Regions from separate parts of the Mus musculus genome. Here region 1 is linked to region 2. The links are chromatin contacts, called in public Hi-C maps. All regions are on one chromosome and are shown on one strand. The core of a region is the stretch at or near the end of the contact, and the rest is flanking DNA. Distances in the headings are between cores, read along the strand shown.

Region 1 (4,610 bases), core at 1,971-4,470, 270 kb after region 2:
TCTTGAGCTCTGCTGCTGCAGTGCACATAGATTCTGTTGGGTCACCTTCACTCCATGTCTGGTAGATATCACTTAGCCTTAGCATCCTCAAAATCCTAGGTTGTTCATTGGAATTTAGGCTTCATTTTTCCCAGCGTCACACAGTGGTCTCTTCAGGACCCTAGCATTGCCACACATTGCTTGCATTAGTGGCTTTCTGGAGCCTTGGAGGAAGCCTCCCGTTCCCACTCACCTTTGCATCTTTTGTTCATGCCTGCACACCCAAGACCAGAGGGACCATGCTGCCAGGTTCCTCTACTAGTGTGAGAGGTAGCTTGCCCAGGCCTCCCACCATAGCTGCAGCATCCTCTGTGTGCCTGAGGCTCATCCTGGGAAAAACGTTTCCATTACCTGCACTGCTGCTGGTCCTTTAGTGGGCGAGTTCTTTCTCTCAGGTTCCTTTGCTAATGTTCACGGCACAGCAGGACATTCTGTAACCATTTTAGCTGCTTTCTCTGCATTCACAACTTAAACTCTCTTACGTTCTTTTTCCCCACTGCACCTTTCTTTCTGCCTTAATTGCTTTTCTCTCACTACAGATCTGGATCAGAGCAGTGAGCAGTAAGCTTGACACACCTGTCTTATTAGTATTCGTGTGTCTTGACTAAGACTATTCTTCTGCAAGACAAACTAGTCCATTACTTTTGAATTCAGGTGCAATCAAATTCTCAGGATTTGAGCAAAATGAAGCAAGGTTCTTTGCCAAAATATAGCACAAATAATACAGCCCAGTTACTGAGACAGTCCTCGTACCCCTTGAAACCTCATGAGCTAGGCCATGACCGCCATATTCTCAGCGTTTTGATCTTCCAAACTCCCACCAGACTGGTCTAATAAGCTCTGCTTACAGCAAACCAGGGCTTCTCTAGCCTCCAGCTCCATACACTCTTCCACATTCCTCAGGCTGACCAGTTCCAAAGACCTTTTGAACCATTTAAGTTTCATCATAACAACCCCTTTTCCCAGTTTGCTTCATTAGTTACTGTGGTGCTTTGAATAAGAATGGCTTCCATAGCCTCTTACGTTTGAATGCTTAGCTACCAGGGAGTGGAACTGTTGGAAATGATTAGGAGGTGTGGACTAGTTGGAGGCTGTATGTCACTTTGGGTGGACTTTGAGGCCCAGTCTCTCTCTGCCTGTGGGTCAGGATGTAGCTCTCAGCTACTTCCCCAGTGCTATGATGATGATGGACTAACCCTCTGAAGCTGTAAACAAGCCCCAGTGAAATGCTTTCTTTTATAAAAGTAGCCTTGGTCATGTGTCTCTTCACCACCATAGAACAGTGACTACAACAGCTACTCTTCTTGTTGCTGTGACAGAATCCCTGATAAAAGCAGTTTAAAGAAGGAAGCTGCCGGGCGGTGGTGGCGCATGCCTTTAATCCCAGCACTTGGGAGGCAGAGGCAGGCGGATATCTGAGTTTGAGGCCAGCCTGGTCTAGAGTGAGTTCTAGGACAGCCAGGGCTATACAGAGAAACCATGTCTTGAAAAAGCCAAAAATAAAAAGAAAGAGAGAGAGAGAGAAAGAGAGAGAGAAAGACAGACAGACAGAAGGAAGCTTGGGCTGGTGATATGGCTCAGTGGGTAAGGGCACTGACTGCTCTTCTGAAGGTCCTGAGTTCAAATCCCACAACTACATGGTGGCTCACAACCACCCATAATGAGATCTGACGCCCTCTTCTGGTACATCTGAAGTCAGCTACAGTGAACTTATGTATAATAATAAATAAATCTTTAAAAAAAAAAAGAAGGAAGCTTATTTTGGGCGTATTTTGGTTGAAGCAGAAGCCCACCATGGCTGGGAAGTCACAGTGCCAGGGGTGAGGTAGCTGTGCACATCGCATCAGAGACACGAAACTCCCGCTCAGCTTCCTTTCTTCTTATTATTCAACTCAGGACCTCAGCTTGTCGCTTTGTGGCATCTGCCCTACTCAGTTAAACCATTTTGGATACTCACAGACATGCCCAGGGGTACGTTAGTGCGGTTCTAGGAAAGCCTGGGAAGTAGACAGTAAAACACAGTGGCCACCGTGCTGTCATGTCGATGTGCACAGGGCTCTGAGAGGCTCTGTGACGCTCCTTCTACTTTACGGATGAGAAGGAGGAGACCGAGGTTTTCGAAAGGAAAGAAACAAGTTCAAGGCCAGATAGTATATTAGCAGACAGACCTACCTGACCACAGTGATCTTCATCTTCCTCCCAGTGCATTGCCCTTGGGCATCAGGGAGGGAGTTATGGCTGTAACATGGGGGAGCCATGGGCCTGCCCTGCAGCTCTGAATCATAGCTCTCAAGGTTTGCAGCTGAGCTTGGAGGTCTTATAGTTAGTGATTTAGTTTGTGTTCGCTCTTTCTTTCTGCCTGCCTGCCTGCCTGCCTGCATGCCTGCCTGCCTGCCTGCCTGCCTGCCTGCCTTCCTTCCTTCCTTCCTTCCTTCCTTCCTTCCTTCCTTCCTTCCTTCCTTCCTTCCTTCCTTCCTTCCTTCCTTCCTTCCTTCCTTCCTTCCCTCTCAAGCTCTCATGTATTCCACACTGGCCTCAAACTCACTATGTAGCCCTTAAACTTCTGATCCTCCTGCCTCCACGTTCTGAGTGTTGAGAATATAGGCATGTACCACCACACATGCTCGGTTTATTAATGACTTAAAGCTTTATTTATACCTTCCAAAAATCTCGAGTACCAGTCTTCCTGGAGCTGGGGACTTAACAGTAAACAACACACAAAAATAGAATCTCTGCTGAGTTAGATCTGTCGTGCTAGGCACTCCTCTCAAAGCATATTATGTAAAGATGGTAAGTTGCTACATGCTTTGGAGAAGGAGTTGGCCATGGTGGTAAAGCGCAGTAAAGAATGTGAGAAGTGACAGTTAATAAAGGACTAGAGGCTGGCATTGAGTCATGGAGGGACTTTCACTGCGCCTCCCTGTTGCCCTTCTGATTTCACTTAGCCTGAAGGAAATCTGAAGACACATTGTTTCTGGTTGACCCTCCCGGGCCTGCCCATGTGTTTGCCTCTCTACTCCGTGGTTCCTGATTGTCCTTTGGCTTTGACTCTGGAGGCTGGAGAGTGGTAGGAGATGGCTCCTGTGAGAGAGAAGGAAGCAAGCCTGGGCCTGTGCAGGGATGGGAATGCAGAGGGCTTGGCCCTTCCTGGCGCTGGTGTCCCACAGCATGACTCTCCTAAACTGAGGCCCTAAGGGACTGAGGCCTTACCCTCCCTCTGTAAAGATGAGCAATCTCTCTGTGCCCTCAAGTTCTAAGTTACAAGAGTCAGCCTGTTGCGCCAGCCCAACCCAGCAGTCTTTGTTGATGATTTCAGTGAATATTGCTGCAAGGGCTTACCCTGCTGGGCAAGGACATTGGAAGTGAAGGGCCAATGACTGATGCCAGTTGTGTCCCACCCTCCTCTCCCTAGATGACTACGTTGCCTGTAGGCCCTCTTGTTTACTTGGAAGGACATGGGCACAGCTCTTCATAGAGAAATACATATGTGCTTTTTCTCTCTGAGGGGTTGTTTTCCAGTCTGAATAAATCTGGGTAAAAAGTTTAAAGGCCTTACCCTGTGTATTTCTATCCCTGCCATGCCAGAGAATTTCCTGGCATGAGACAAGGGGAGGAAAAGGAGGTGGAGTAGGGTTTGCTCATCTACCTGTAGCCAGTCATCTTTCTGCCTGCATTGTGTATACACACATAAACATACACACACTCACACACTCACACATATACACTTAAACATATACTCATACACACACACACACAAAAAACCCGCACACTTATACACACATTCACACACACACACACACACACACACACACACACACACACACACACACACAGTGTTGTGTGAACTTGAACTTAGGAGATGGAGGAAACATAAGAAATTGTATTCCATGAAGACTTGAAAGGTTTTCTTGTTTTGTTTATAACAGGATTATATACAGCCCAGGCTGACCTCACATCCACTATGCAGCTGAAAATGACTGAACTCCTGACCCTCCTGCCTCCACCTCCCAAGTGCTGTGATTATATGTGTGTGCCACCAGAACAAGTTAAAGGCCACTGTGCTGCTTTAGGGTGACAGACTTCAGGGAACACTCACAGGCAGGGACCACAACATGAAGTTGTTCTGCATTTAGATCATAGCTGGTGTCATTGTGTCACCAATGCATTTAGAGGAAGTCTGTCGCAGAGAGTGGAAGCCCTTTGCCCTTGTTCATCCGTTTCTAGTCAGGAAGCTAGTAGCCTCTAAGGTCAGACCAGCCAGCCGCCTTTACTAGAGCTCAGCCTGTAGAGGGCTCGTCACAGGTCAACAGAGATTGGGAGAAGGTTCAGAAAACAGCAGCCACAGAAAACTCTGTGGGTTCTAAATAGATGATGGCAGGCCTAGAGGATATTATTCTGCACATTATAAGCAGCCTTTGAATTGTAAGTGATGTGCACTTTCATGTGTGCTTTCACAGACTGTTCAGACGTGACAGGATACAAGGTTTCCAGAGCCCTTGCTTTAGTCATGGTTCATGTTTGGGGCAAGGTTTTACTTTGTAGCTCAGTCTTGCTTTGAACTCAATATATTG
Region 2 (4,942 bases), core at 1,963-4,462:
GACACGCACACATGCACACACACGTGCACACACATGCACACACGAACACAAATGTACAAGCACACACACTCACATGCACACATGCATGTGCACACATGCACTAATGCATACACACAGACACAGACACACATTCACATGCACAAACACACAAGCAGGTGCACACACACACACACACACACACACACACACACACACACACACACACACACACACACGCATGCACCCCTTACTTTGCTCTTTCTATTTCCAGGCCTCTCCTTCCCTATATTTTTGTCCCATGGCTGTTGACCTCCAGGAGAGACATAACCCTCACACATACTGAGTCCAGGTGGCTAAGCAACAGGGAAAGGACTCAGGCACCTTAGTATTTGAAGGTATAGGAGGACTAACCCATGAGATGCCTCAAGAAAACAGGTTGAAAGCTGGTTGTGGTGGCACATGATTGTGAGCCCAGCGCTCAGGAGGTTGAAAGTCAGCCAGGGCTGTCAAGATGGCTCAGTGGTTAAGAATGGTTAAGACTGCTCTTCCAGAGGTCCTGAGTTCAATCCCCAGCAACCACATGGTGGCTCACAACCATCTAAAATGAGATCAGATGGCCTCTCCTGGTGTGTCTGAAAACAGCTACTTTGTACTTACATAAAATAAATAAATAAATAAATCTTTAAAAGAAAAAAGAAAGTCAGCCTAGGCCACATATCTGGACTCTGTCTCAAAAACCAGATACTTTGTTTCCTATGACAGTTAGCTGGTCTGTGGCCAAAGCAGAATGACTCGGTGGCCTAGCTCAGAACAATCCCTCAAGGACCCCCCAAAACCTTGACATAGTCCTCTATGCCCCAGCTCTATGCCCCTTGTTCCCTTCCAGACCTTTTGTTTCTCAGCACACAGGAGGCCACCACCCCACACACTCCATAAACTGATTTCCTTCACATCCCTTCTACTCAAGCAACAAGAAGTGGAGGAAGCTGGGTATGTTAGCTTACATCTGAGGCCCTGGTATTGGGAGGCTGAGGCAGGAGGATTACTAGACTTGGAGGCTTACTATTTATTAGTTTATTATGACCTATCCAGGCCTTGCCTCAGTATGGAAGTTCCCTCTGTTTTCTGCCTGTCCTTATTCATCTAACAAAATCCACCTAGACAGCACATACTGTTGTTATTGTTGAGAAACGGTTTCATGTAGCCCAGGCTGGCCAGCTTATAACTATGGATGGATGGCTTGAATCCCTGATCCTTCTCCTTCTGCCTAATAGAAGGTAGCATAGACATTCTCTGTGGCCCACAGCAACATTCTTTGGTTCCTGCTAAACTTGGGTGAGGACGTGATACAAGAAAAATAATTGTTCTGGGATTTCTCTCAGCTGCTAGGCTAGACCTTCAGCCTACTAGTCCAGCATTGTCCACACACTGCCTGGCACACAGGTACCCAGTAACATGCTCCCTCCTCCCTCTTCCTATTTTCCTCTGTCAGGTCCCAGTCTACCCTCTGAGATTCCCTGCTACAAGCTGGCATAGCTCTGGGCTCAAACACTCAGACATGCACACCTCTGCCCCAGAAAACGTTTCCAGGAGTCCATGCTGTTTCTTCACTTCTCCAAGGAGGAAGCAAGTGTTCAGACTGTGGTTTCCTTTCTCTTTTGCTTTCATTCCTCCCACACACCTCCTCCTCCTCCTCCTTTTTTTTTTTTTTTTTTAATTCCAAAATCTATACAGAAGCTGAGTGGCAGCTGCAGGCACTGTGATGACCTGGGCTGTCAAAGCCTCCCCATTACTCTGGCATGCAGTTGGAGATCCCATGGCTACAAGCAGCCACCGCCCCTGGAAACACCCCCCCCCAACTTCTCCCTTTATCAGTCAGTCATCTAGAGATCTTCTCTCTTTGCGAAAGGTTCTCCTCCTCCCTCTTAACTTCTGGCTGAAGAGAGAAAAGGCAAGTCTCATACTTAACCCTGGGCTTGCCCCAGCAATCCCAGGGTTGTTGTTCTAGGTGTTCCATGACAGGACCCTCAATTCTTTTAGGGGAAGGCAGACAAGTCTGGCTTCTGCTCACAGTAGCCTTGAAGTTCAGCTGAGCACCTGCAAGCAGAGGCCAGAGACCCATTCAGAGATGACAAGAAGGATTTCCAGTGTCTGAACTTCTACATCGGTGTTCTCTTTTCAGTATGCAGCCATAACTCTAGGCCGTGTGAAGTTTTTCTTCTGTTTACAGATAGGGAGATGGATAGAAGGAGTGAGCCAAGATAGGGTGGCCCGAGACACTGGCTGTCTATTACAACACTAAAAAACACTCGCATTTTTGGAGCACCAAGACTTTTTCGTTCCTTTCATGCTGGGCATGGAATCCAGTTCTAGTCGCGTACTACGCAAGTGCTCTACCGCTGAGCTACGCACTCAACACCCATCTCTAAAATTTTACTCTCAGAGCAACCCTGCAGCTCCGCGACGAAGGAGATTCAGCAGTTCAGAGAGGCGAAAGGACTCCTTTTGAAACCACAAAGCTCCAAAGGGGCAGGAGGGGGAGGAGGAGAAGAAACAGCTAGTGGGGGGCTGGAGAGGGGCGGTGGAAATGCAGGCCACCACCGGCTGTGATACTTGGAGAGAGTCAGACTCCGCCTCTTGACCTTGTTCTCTGCCCGCTGGGAAGTGGAGAGCTTCGAGGGGTGGGGGTGGGGAGCAGTCTCAGCTCGACCCTGGCCACAGACTCTAGTTGGGCACACTCCTTGAGGTGTGGCTTCCTTGGGTGGCTGACGGCCTTGAACTCCGAATTAAGGGGCCCAGGCCAGAGAAAAGCCCCAGAGACTCAAAAGACTTTGACCAGGAAGGTTGGAACACGGAAAGGAGCCCGAGGAAGCGAGTGAAAGAATGGGCACAGCTTCTTCCTGTGCAGATTAAGACCTCTGGTTCCCATTGAAGGAATCCCTCAAAAGCCGCGGGAGGGCACTGGGCTCAGGTGCGGGGCAGGTCCCTTCTGCCACCTTGAGGGCAGGTCTAGAGATAAGGCGGGGGCCGGACCTGGGACTTCCACGTTACACTCGGGACACTGCAAGCCTCCTGCAGCAGCGAGGGCCCCCGGAGGCCCGCGCTTTCTCAGAAAGTGAAAGGAGTGGGCGGGGGGCGCGGCCGGGGCGGGGCGCGGCCGGGCGGGCGTTGCCGAGGCTCCGCCCCGGGGCAGTCCCAAGCCCGGGGCGCTGAGCGTCTACAGTCCCCGCCGCGCCGCGGGCTGGTGGGCTCGGCTGCGGCTCCGGTGCCGGGAGATGACCCTGCCCGGGCGCCCGACGGGCATGGCGCGGCCACGGGGCGCGGGGCCCTGCAGCCCCGGGCTGGAGAGGGCTCCGCGCCGGAGCGTCGGGGAGCTGCGCCTGCTCTTCGAAGCGCGCTGCGCCGCAGTCGCCGCTGCAGCAGCCGCAGGGGAGCCCCGGGCCCGCGGGGCCAAGCGGCGTGGGGGACAAGTGCCCAACGGGCTCCCGCGTGCTGCCCCTGCCCCGGTGATCCCTCAGCTCACTGTGACAAGCGAGGAGGATGTGACCCCGGCCAGCCCAGGGCCGCCAGACCAGGAGGGGAACTGGCTCCCAGCTGCGGGGTCGCACCTGCAGCAGCCACGCCGCCTCTCCACCTCGTCCCTCTCCTCCACCGGCTCCTCGTCGCTGCTCGAGGACTCGGAGGACGATCTGCTGAGCGACAGTGAGAGCAGGAGCCGCGGCAACGTGCAGCTGGAAACCAGCGAGGACGTGGGGCAGGTACGGGCCGCGGGGGCGGGGCCAGCGGGGGCTGCGCGCCGGGGACTCCGCTCTCTGCTCTGCTCTGACCGGCTTGCGTTCCCCGCCGAGAGCCCAAGCGGGGGACAGGGGGCATGGGGGCGGAGAGGGAGCCCAGGACGACCTCTCGCCTTGGTTCTTTTTCGGGGGCTAGGCAGGCGATGGTAACTGAGTGCCTGGGCGTCTAAAGGAGGTTGAGGAGTACGCGACCCACGGAGCGGGAGCCGGCGGGTCGGCTGGCGTACCTGGGTAACTGTCAGGTAGGGCTGGAGAGATCAGAGCGGGGTAGCCTTGCCCCGGGAGCCCTGAGAGAAAAAGGGGCGCGTGAGCTTTTCCCTCTCCTCCCCCTCTCGGTGCCGCGGCCCCACCCCCGCCGTTGCCACGGTTTCCCTCTCTTGAGTGGGAGTGGAGCGGAGCTCCTGGCTCTGCTCCGGAGCCGCTGCCGTCTGCTCCCCGCGCGCGCACGAGGCGTGGATGCGGGAAGGGAGGGGCGCAGGGCTAGAACCGAGCGGAACCAAGATCCACCTGCTGCGTCCCCCCTCCTCGCCCTGGCCTACTGCTCCTAAGTGTCCTGGGAAAGGTAAACTGAGGCTGACAAGAGCTTGCTAGTCTCTGTATGGCAATGTGAATGTTCCCGGGCCAATTTAACCGGCAGCTATCACCAGCCAGTGTGAGGTGAAGTCATTATTCGTGGTATGGCCCTCCTTGACTGGAGGTTGAACTCAGGGCCTCAAACACAGTAGGCAAGCACAACCACCACTGAGCTACATCCTAGCCCTCTTTTCTTGACACTAAATTGCCAAGTTACAGTGAAACACAGTCTATAGCCTATTCGGGCCTTGAACCTGCGATCCTCTTGTGTCAGTAATCTCCCTTGTTTTAACCATGGCCAGATAACTAAACTAACTGCCTGTGGACTGTGCAGCGTTGCTCTAGATGCATTTTACGCAAGCGTTCCTCGAGTGGAAAGAGAGAGAGAAAAAAACCGGGAACGCCCCGCTCTGCCCTGAAGGCCGCGTCCTGGCGACTTCGAGAGTAAGACGCGCGCCCAGGTTGCCTAGACACCTTGAGAAGAGCGCCGAGGTGTGGCCTGGGCCTTCTGGAACCTGGCATCCCTGCACACTAGGATTGGACCGAGGGAGGCAGTGTAACGACTCGAAGTGGCACTGTGACTCAGAGACTTGCAA

The links. Hi-C and Micro-C count contacts between places; a contact is called where the count stands out from the background.
Region 1: a Hi-C map of cortical neurons shows a contact between it and region 2, with 2.6 times the contacts expected there. The contact joins the enhancer-like site here to the promoter of Itpka in region 2. A contact is called at or near these places in 1 of 39 promoter capture datasets (hippocampal neurons), 1 of 484 Hi-C or Micro-C datasets (cortical neurons), 4 of 115 datasets of contacts at active chromatin or transcription factors (embryonic forebrain, embryonic hindbrain, embryonic stem cells and 1 more) and 2 of 9 other capture datasets (adipose tissue and pancreatic islet).

Annotation. Positions count from the first base shown.
Region 1 is chr2:120,004,646-120,009,255 of GRCm38.p6, forward strand. The region is part of intron 2 of Mapkbp1 (mitogen-activated protein kinase binding protein 1); the gene reads left to right. Among named protein-coding and RNA genes, the nearest start is that of Mir7665, 11 kb to the right of the region's middle. Within about 2 kb of position 3,221, at least 27 of the 459 cell types and tissues checked have an H3K27ac peak or open chromatin away from gene starts, as enhancers often do. A contact at or near this core is called in adipose tissue and cortical neurons, where this site is marked.
Region 2 is chr2:119,739,125-119,744,066 of GRCm38.p6, forward strand. It overlaps Itpka (inositol 1,4,5-trisphosphate 3-kinase A), which reads left to right and starts at 3,213. Exons shown (of 7, transcript NM_146125.2): 1 at 3,213-3,737. The coding sequence starts at 3,255. It overlaps Gm25857 (a small nucleolar RNA gene), which reads right to left and starts at 1,832; the gene lies at 1,704-1,832.